3 separate regions of the Hordeum vulgare genome follow, and all the other regions are linked to region 3. A link is a contact called in public Hi-C data. All regions are on one chromosome and are shown on one strand. The core of a region is the stretch at or near the end of the contact, and the rest is flanking DNA. Distances in the headings are between cores, read along the strand shown. Region 1 holds the start of LOC123417752 (ALA-interacting subunit 3-like). Region 2 holds the start of LOC123448794. Region 3 holds the start of LOC123448787 (tubulin alpha-2 chain).

Region 1 (2,788 bases), core at 226-2,725, 180 kb after region 3:
ATGACTTGGTGTTTAACAGACAACGCGATTTTCACTTCTTGCAGGTTATTCACGGGGCTACCGCACTGATCCGCACTTGGTCATCACTCACTCATGTGGACGCCAGGGAGCTTATAGCTACTGGGTGTGTCAGATGGGAGATGGTAGCACAGGGTACCTTCAACCGGTTTGGATGACATCATCTTAATAGGATAGGTGTTTAGTCATTTATATTTCTACCATCTCCGCCTTGGGCATGAGTGATGCCTTGCATCGTTGATTCTTTCTTTGCTTCAGACTTATTGTACTCGATGAAGACTTATTTTGATTTATAATATATGGCCGTATGCATCTCTTGATGCAGAGGCCGGGGCTCAGCCTCTTTTTCTAAAAAAAACGACACGGAGTAAGGCCGCCTGAACTCACACACGTCGGGGGTGAGATGGACGGAGGCTGCCGGAGCTCGTGCCGCACTCGGGACAGAGCTCATGCGCCCGGGCGAAGCCGGGCTGCGCCGGAGCTCGCGGGCGGCATGGCCGGTGTGCTCTTGCAGTGCCACGCCGGAGCGGAGCGCCCGCGGCACGCCGCACCGCGCTGTGGCTGGTGTGCCCAAGGGCCAAGGCAGAGCTCCCGTGCCAGAGCTCACGCGCGCCGGGGCTGCTGCGCTCTCGTAGTCCGGTGTGCGTGCGTGTGTCTCTGCGCGTTGTTCGTTCTCGCGGCAGGTGGGGTTTTTGGCAACCAGATTGAACCAAAACCAGGTGAGTCACGTGGACGTATGCTCGTCTGAGTTTTTTGGCTTTCATCTTCTCCTTCAGGTCAGACGCTGCGCTGCGTTTCCATTTTTCGCGCTCCTTATTCTGTGTGTGATGTGTTGATTCTTATAGTTTGACGTGATCCTCCTCATCCAACCGAGCTCGCGTGCTCACCCAGCCGTGCGTGCTGGCCGCCGCGCATGAGCTGGCCGTCGTGCTCCCGCTGTGCTCACCCAGCCATGCGTGCTGGCCGCGCATGAGCCATGCGGGCTGCGCATGCGTGCTAGCTAGCTACTCGCTGCCAGCCGCCGCGGCCGCTGGCTTGCTAGCTTGCCAGCCGCTGGCCTCCTGCGTGCTCTGTGAGGTCGCATACACCATGTTCGACGAAATGACTAAATAAACGAAAGGTCAATTTAAAGGCCTTCTGCAGCAAATATGACGAGTTAAAACGGACACATCCGGCCACTGTTTGGGTGTGTCCGCAGGCGCTTGAGGGTCCAAATTAACAATGACTGACTGGAGATGCTCACTAAATATACGCGGAAATATTTCTGTGTGGCAACAAAACTTGTGGGCGGCGATTTTCCATGTCAAAAGTGATGCAATGCAATCATGCAAATGATGTTCCAAGACAGGCGCCTGTGCGCGTGCTGTAATCTGATTTCTTTCCGTAACGAGACAAGGTAATTTCGTCCGGCTGTGTTCAGGAGGACATGTATGTACGACTTGTGAGTGAACCCTGTCGTATATATGCACCTGCCTGCACTGTCTGTTTGCGGCGAACGGCTCTCCCGAATCACCGGACTCCAACGGCAGTGGGGTAACCAACACCAACCATCCACCCCTCGCAACCAGCCAAACCACGCGGGGACGACGACCGATCCACCGGAATCCCCTCCTCCTCCTCCTCCGGCCGGCGCCCGGGCAGCGATCACGATCACGGTCACGATCGCGCTCGCTTGACCTGCGGTCGATCAGGTAATTGGTTTGGTATGATCTCCGTTGTCTCTGATCAGGGCTGGTATAAACGTGTGATTCCATTGGATACTACGCGGCCGATCCATCGATCCAGTTAATTAATTTGCTACTGTACGCAGATGAGTGTGTCAGGGTCGGAGAGCGAGGTCTCGCGGCGGTCGGCCAACAAGCCCAAATGTATGATTCTGCCGTCATTATTTGATTCCCCATTCCCCTGTTTCATTTTGGTACATTTGTTAGGCCTTTTAGCATCTCGATCAAACATCGGATTGTCCCTGCAGCTGCAGTTTTCTTAAATGCAGGCGCGTGTTCTTGTGACTAAAATGCATTCCCCCCCTTCTGCCAGATTCTAAATTCACGCAGCAGGAGCTCCCAGCATGCAAGCCACTGCTAACTCCTGGAATCGTAGGTTCACTCACTCCACCGTCTATATTGCCCTTGATCCCAGATCTGACATCAAGGACTGCATCTTTTTCAACCTGAATCTGTAACAGAAAACCATCAATTGATAGGTCATCGGTGCCTTCTCGCTCATCGGCATCATCTTCGTCCCGATAGGGCTCGCTTCGCTTTCGGCGTCGCAGGAGGTAAAAAAGTTCAGACAAGTGCAGTTGGAGTACTGCTTTCTGAAATGCATTTCATGTGCAAAAGATAGTATATGGATGCACAGTTTCTTGTTTCCTAATAATCTGACAATATTGCAAAATGCAGATTGTTGAACTGGTAGATCGATATGACGAAGAGTGTGTTACCGCCAGCGACAAGATAGGGTTCATCCAGGACTCCAAGGTCGACAAGGCGTGCACCAGAAAGATCACGGTGAGATTCAGAGACACATCTTCCCATTCAGAAATGTGTCTGTACTCTGTAGTACATTGCTGGTTACACTAGACAAAAACTTCAGAACAGAGATGACAACATGTCATCTTTGTTTCAGGTGCCCAAGCCTATGAAGGGCCCCATACACGTCTACTACCAGCTGGAGAACTTCTACCAGAACCACCGGCGGTACGTCAAGAGCCGGAGCGACCAGCAGCTGCGCGACAAGGACTACAAGGACCCCAAGGCGGTGATCAAGG
Region 2 (2,792 bases), core at 122-2,621, 140 kb after region 3:
AATCGCCCACATTCGTTTAGATCATGCGGTCCATATGTGCTTTGTTATCCAACATGATCATGTATTCTCCATGGGTCGGTCCGGGCATCCTTTTCCCATAAACCGGAAACAAATAGGGGGCGGGGCTTTGCGGGAGTCTGGATATCAGCCACGAATGACTTTGACATCCCAGGCCCACTCAAATCCCCCTCCTGGTCCCTTTTTCTTCCACTCCACCTTTGCTCGCCTCTTCTTTTCATCCGGCACTCCTCATGCAACGCGTCGATGTACCTCTTCGGACGCCACCCATGCATCCTCCAACGTCTGCAGACCTCACCCACGCGACTGCCCACCTTGGACTACATTGTTGGCCACCCATGACTCCCCTTTTCTTTTCATCCGTCGCTCCTCATGCAACGCGTTGATGTACCTCTTCGACCGCCACCCATGCATCCTCCGACGTCGGCAAAACTCACCCACACAGTTGCCCACCTTGGATTACGTTGTTGGCCACCCACGACTCCCTCCCAACCACCACGACCGACACATGTTCGATCAAATGCCATTGAGCTTTTTGTTTGAATTTCTTGTTGTTTTTAAAGTACACGATGGTGGGGTACTCCCTGATCGAGAATGAGTTGTTGTGTGATGCATGGTTAGCCGTATATGCGAACTTTGTAGGTAACAAGGGCATGACCTTCTATCAAAGCTTGCATACTTTATTTCATGAGCGGAAGAACTTCACGTCCTACGACATGCATGCCATGCATGAACGCAATGTGAAGCCGCTAGCGCATCAGTGGTACACCATTTGCAGCTCCATCATGAAGTTTTGCGGTGCAATTCACCAAGTGAAGACAATGTGGCCATTGGGATCTTCAACCATTGAGTTTTCGAGTTTTGCTCTTTTTTACTCTACATGTTGATTAATTTCTCATTCATTCAATGTTGCTCTACATGTTGTATAGCCTACACGTGGTGCCATGATGTACTACAGGGTCAAGGACATGCCATTAACACACATACATTCTTGTATGACCCTCAGGGGGCATCATGTGTGGGACGGCATATGCCAGTTCTAACTTCAGTACCATTGAATTTGAAATCGATAATCCGGAAAAACTCGTTGAATATCCGGTATTGGTATCTCGTATCCGAACTATTGATGTAGTAGTAGGGATATCGGCACGCTAGTTAAAAATGAGCTGTGTTATTTTCTGTAATTATATTTCGAGTGTTGCGGGCTTTGTTCAGTTCAACGGACGAAATGACGTCCATTTTTTTGCAAATCATGTCTGAACTTTGCTAACAAACCATCCGGTTCACATGAAAATTGGAAGGTTCGTTGAAATCTGATTTGAATGCATGTGGGCAGGGTTCGACACAGGATATCCACACGATACGCCATCCACATTCCACTCCCGGACAAGCAGGCTGGCATGCGTCATCGACCCCAGCCCCGCCGTGCCGCCACCGCCACCACACACGCTAGCGGCTAGCCTCCGCATTCCGCCGCCGCTCGAGTCTATCCGCTTCGCCGTAGTCCATGGAGATCTCCCTGGACGCGCTGCTGGGCGTGCAGCGGCACGGGCAGGACCTGGCCTACCGGCTCGCGCAGGGCGTCTCGGGCCTCCTCCTCCACGTGCAGCCGCCGCAGCTCCCGTGGCCCGCCCCGCCGCTGCCGCTCAAGCTCATCCCCTTCGACATCGAGCTCCCCGCCGTGCCCTTCGTCGGCGGCGGGGGCGTCGACCTCCCCGCCGTGGCCGTCGCCTCCTTCGTCGAGATCGGCGGACGGCTCGGCCAGGCGGGCTCCGAACTCGGCGCCTCCGTCGGCGGCGCCGTGCAGCAGCTGTCGAGGCAGATTCCCGTGCCGTTCCGCGCGGAGGGCGCCCGGCGCCGGAAGTGGGAGGGCCCCGCTGCGCCGCCAACGCCAGCGGCGGTGGACGTGGGGGAGGCGGGGCTCGTTGCGGAGAGGGCTGCCGAGGGCGGCGGGGTAGCCTTGGAGGGTGTCGGGGAAAGGGATTCCCTCGAGGAGGTGGCTGCGGCGGTCGCGGCCGCCACTGGTAGTGCCGCCGCCGCCAGTGCGGTCGGTGTTGGGGCGGCCGAGGGTGCGGATGGGTCCGATGAAGAAGAAGAGGGGTTCGAGTTCGAGATTGGGACTCTGGGAAGATTTATGAAGCCTCAGGTACCAATGTTGGATTCCCATCTCAATCCATATGTGTTCTGCTCTCCCTTACACATGTCTGATACACAATGCTTCAAAGTGAGATGATGTAGTATCTTATACGTGTGGAAGCTTAGCTAATGCATGGATGATTTAGTTGTAGAATGGTGGGTATGTGCTTGTTGTTGTAACTGGTTGCGTTCATTGTTGGAAATAATCTGATTGACTGTTTGGGTTAAAAGCTAACACTCCTCTTAAATTTCAACATGATATACTGTTTGTGGCTATATGTTTGTCATTTAGTAGTACATGTACTTCAGATATCCTTTTCGTATACCAAAGGTTATACCCTTCTTTTTTTCTGCAGATTTATGATGGGTTTTTGTACAGGTTTAGAGTGTAATTGTACTGGGTCTGCGGTGCTGAAACACATTCAATATGCTCAAGTACACATCATAACACCTGTAATGATGATGATGCAGGGGACTGTAAATGTCTCGGCAATGTACAATACAAGGCACCACACTGTTGATAGTTCAGTTGTTGCACGTGGAGATTTTTGGAGGTTAGAATCATCACGAGGTGGTTCAACTAATGGAAATGACAATGCACCTGGTTTCCTTATTCAGTTGGGTCCCTTACTTTTTGT
Region 3 (2,700 bases), core at 21-2,520:
TGTAATGACCACGGGCGAAGTTGTTGGCTGCATCCTCCTTGCCACTGATAAGCTGCTCAGGGTGGAAGAGCTGGCGGTAAGCACCAGTCCTCACCTCATCAATCACAGTAGGCTCAAGATCAACAAAGACTGCACGGGGGACGTGCTTCCCAGCACCAGTCTCGCTGAAGAAGGTGTTGAAAGCATCATCACCTCCCCCAACGGTCTTGTCACCGGGCATCTGACCATCAGGCTGCACAAGGGGTATTAAACATTGTTAAAGGTGCAAAGCTTAACATACTACTAAATTCTGTAGCAACAGGACAAGAAAAAGATCTTGAAGGCATTTACGAAATTGATTGCATTACTCTACGAACAGCAACAGAGGTATGGTAATTAATTTGAGATCCATTGCTCTACGAACAGGCAATATACATTTCAAACCATCAGCAAGGATTGAATGACATGCATGAACGCATAGCACCGGATCTAGCAGAATTAGAACAGAACTACACAGTAGATCACAGAAACAGATCAAACAAACAAGCGTGTGCCAGATCGGTGGTGTTCTAACAAGTAGCAGACGATACATGTGAAGTCTTATTACAATATACACACTGCGATCCACTATCTAGGAAGGGGCTTTTCAAAACGATGGATCCATTTAGAGAAGACTGGTCAGATCTAAAACATGGAGAACCTAAGCAACCACTCCAAAACAGGGCGAGACTTGCATCGGATCTGAGATCCAGTAAATCTACACCTAAAAATTCAAATTCGAAATGTCTGTAATCTTCAAAACACCAGATCGACCAACTAAAGCGACCATACATTTCGCCAGATCCGGATTTTTCCCTTCTACGAACCGCAGATCTGGCCGGCCGCGGTCAGATCTGCGCCCAGATCCGACTGACTGAGCACACCGCCGACCGCCACAAACCCCAGATCCGATGCTAAACATGACGGGTGAACGGGGGAGGGGGGGGGGGGCGAGCGGATCCGTACCTGAATGCCATGCTCGAGGCAGTAGAGCTCCCAGCACGCGTTTCCGACCTGGATGCCGGCCTGGCCGATGTGGATCGAGATGCACTCCCTCATTGTGGCGGGTGGTTGGGCTGCGCCGCTGGCGAGATGGGTTGGAGGAAGGGGGCGAGAGCTCGTGTGCGCGGAGAGAGGCGAGTACGAAGACGCCTTTCCCCACTCTGCTTAGGGTTTCGGCACCCCGCTCTCGGCTCGCTTATATAGAGCGGCACGGGGTGGACTGCGGGAGGAGCGGGCGAGCGGCGGGCGGTTTCGCATCCGCGCCCTCGCGTATGGTTGGTATGTGTAGCGTTTTCGCATCCGCGCCCTCACGCATGATTGGGAGTAGCGATTAGCACGGTGAGAGAGTACAAAGAGACGTTGGCGTGCTCTATTTTTCCGGGGAAATCTTCGAGTTTGATTTAAAGGAATTTCACATGATTTTTTAAGAATTGAAATCCTTCAAAAAAAATCTATATTTATTCTTTGATTCATTGAACTCCGTCTATGTTGCCTCGACATAGCCGGTCTCAAGTCCGGATAAAAGAAGAGGGTTGTAATGGGTTTGACAAGCCAACGTCAAAACTCAGCCATTCTTATGAAGATGAAATCCAAAAGATTCTTTAATTCATTGCATTGAATCTCATAGGAATTTTTTCTGTAAAATCATTTATACTACGTCTCTATCTTTAGGACGCGAATTTGGTGAACATGGATGCACGCGCACCGTTTATGAAAAATAAATCCAATAAAATGCTATAGAAATCCAAAAAACTGAATTTTGTTTTTGTAATATACATAGTCAACCAATATACTCGCGTATAAAGTTCTATGAAGAAATCACGTCTGTGGTAATCTGGGCAAAAATGAAAAAATCGAAGCTATATTAAAAAACATTGTTTGATGAATAGTGTTGAATCGTGAGAGGCGAGTACGTGGAGACCGTGTGTATGTGTGTGATGGTTGAGCACGGAACGGGAGAGCCTCCTTCTAGGTCAGTCCCTTTATATGGGTTTGGACCCTAAGAGATAAATGAATGGGTTGGGCCCATACCGGTTCAACACTTACCCTCAAGATGGATGGTTGATATCTATCATTCCCATCTTGTCACATGCCAAGTTACAGTATTTTGTTTCCAACCCCTTTGTAAAACAATCTCCAAACTGTTGCCTATAGCTGACATGAGTAAGGCCAATGATCCCGGCATCAAGTTCTCCTTAATCAAAAGCGATCAATTTCCACATGCTTTGTTCTATCATGTTGAGTTGTGTTATTAGCGATGGCTATAGCTGAGTGATCTCACACCACACCTTCAACGTCCCTTCCTCCGAAGTTTCAAGTCGCTCAGTAGGTACTTCACCCAGAGCATCTCATGCAACCCTTGAGATAACGCTCCATACTCACCTTCTGTTATTGATCTAGACACAACCAGATGTTTCTTACTTCTCCATGACACCAAATTTCCTGCCACAAACACGCAGTAGCCAGAAGGTTATCTTCTATCATCTTAACAACTGGCCCAGTCATAGTCACTATAGCCATCCACCTCAAGATGTCCACTCTTCCCAACCCACAACCCTTTACCCGAAGTCCCCTTCAAGTATATCGGGATTGTGTGCACAGTATCAAGATGCCCACTCCTTGGTTCATGCATGTATCTCCTCACCACCCCTATAGCATATGTAATGTGGGGCATGGTAT

What was found. Hi-C and Micro-C count contacts between places; a contact is called where the count stands out from the background.
Region 1: a contact with region 3 is called in a Hi-C map of seedling, with 2.0 times the contacts expected there. The contact joins the promoter of LOC123417752 here to the promoter of LOC123448787 in region 3. A contact is called at or near these places in 2 of 6 Hi-C or Micro-C datasets (leaf and seedling) and 1 of 1 datasets of contacts at active chromatin or transcription factors (embryo).
Region 2: a contact with region 3 is called in a Hi-C map of leaf, with 2.0 times the contacts expected there. The contact joins the promoter of LOC123448794 here to the promoter of LOC123448787 in region 3. A contact is called at or near these places in 3 of 6 Hi-C or Micro-C datasets (leaf and seedling) and 1 of 1 datasets of contacts at active chromatin or transcription factors (embryo).

Annotation. Positions count from the first base shown.
Region 1 is chr1H:489,939,124-489,941,911 of MorexV3_pseudomolecules_assembly, forward strand. It overlaps LOC123417752 (ALA-interacting subunit 3-like), which reads left to right and starts at 1,476. Exons shown (of 8, transcript XM_045106922.1): 1 at 1,476-1,709; 2 at 1,829-1,886; 3 at 2,056-2,114; 4 at 2,222-2,296; 5 at 2,421-2,528; 6 at 2,647-2,788. The coding sequence starts at 1,829.
Region 2 is chr1H:489,896,394-489,899,185 of MorexV3_pseudomolecules_assembly, forward strand. LOC123448794 reads left to right here and starts at 1,372. Exons shown (of 7, transcript XM_045125811.1): 1 at 1,372-2,164; 2 at 2,626-2,792. The coding sequence starts at 1,526.
Region 3 is chr1H:489,761,361-489,764,060 of MorexV3_pseudomolecules_assembly, forward strand. LOC123448787 (tubulin alpha-2 chain) reads right to left here and starts at 1,271. Exons shown (of 4, transcript XM_045125799.1): 1 at 985-1,271; 2 at 1-232. The coding sequence starts at 1,077.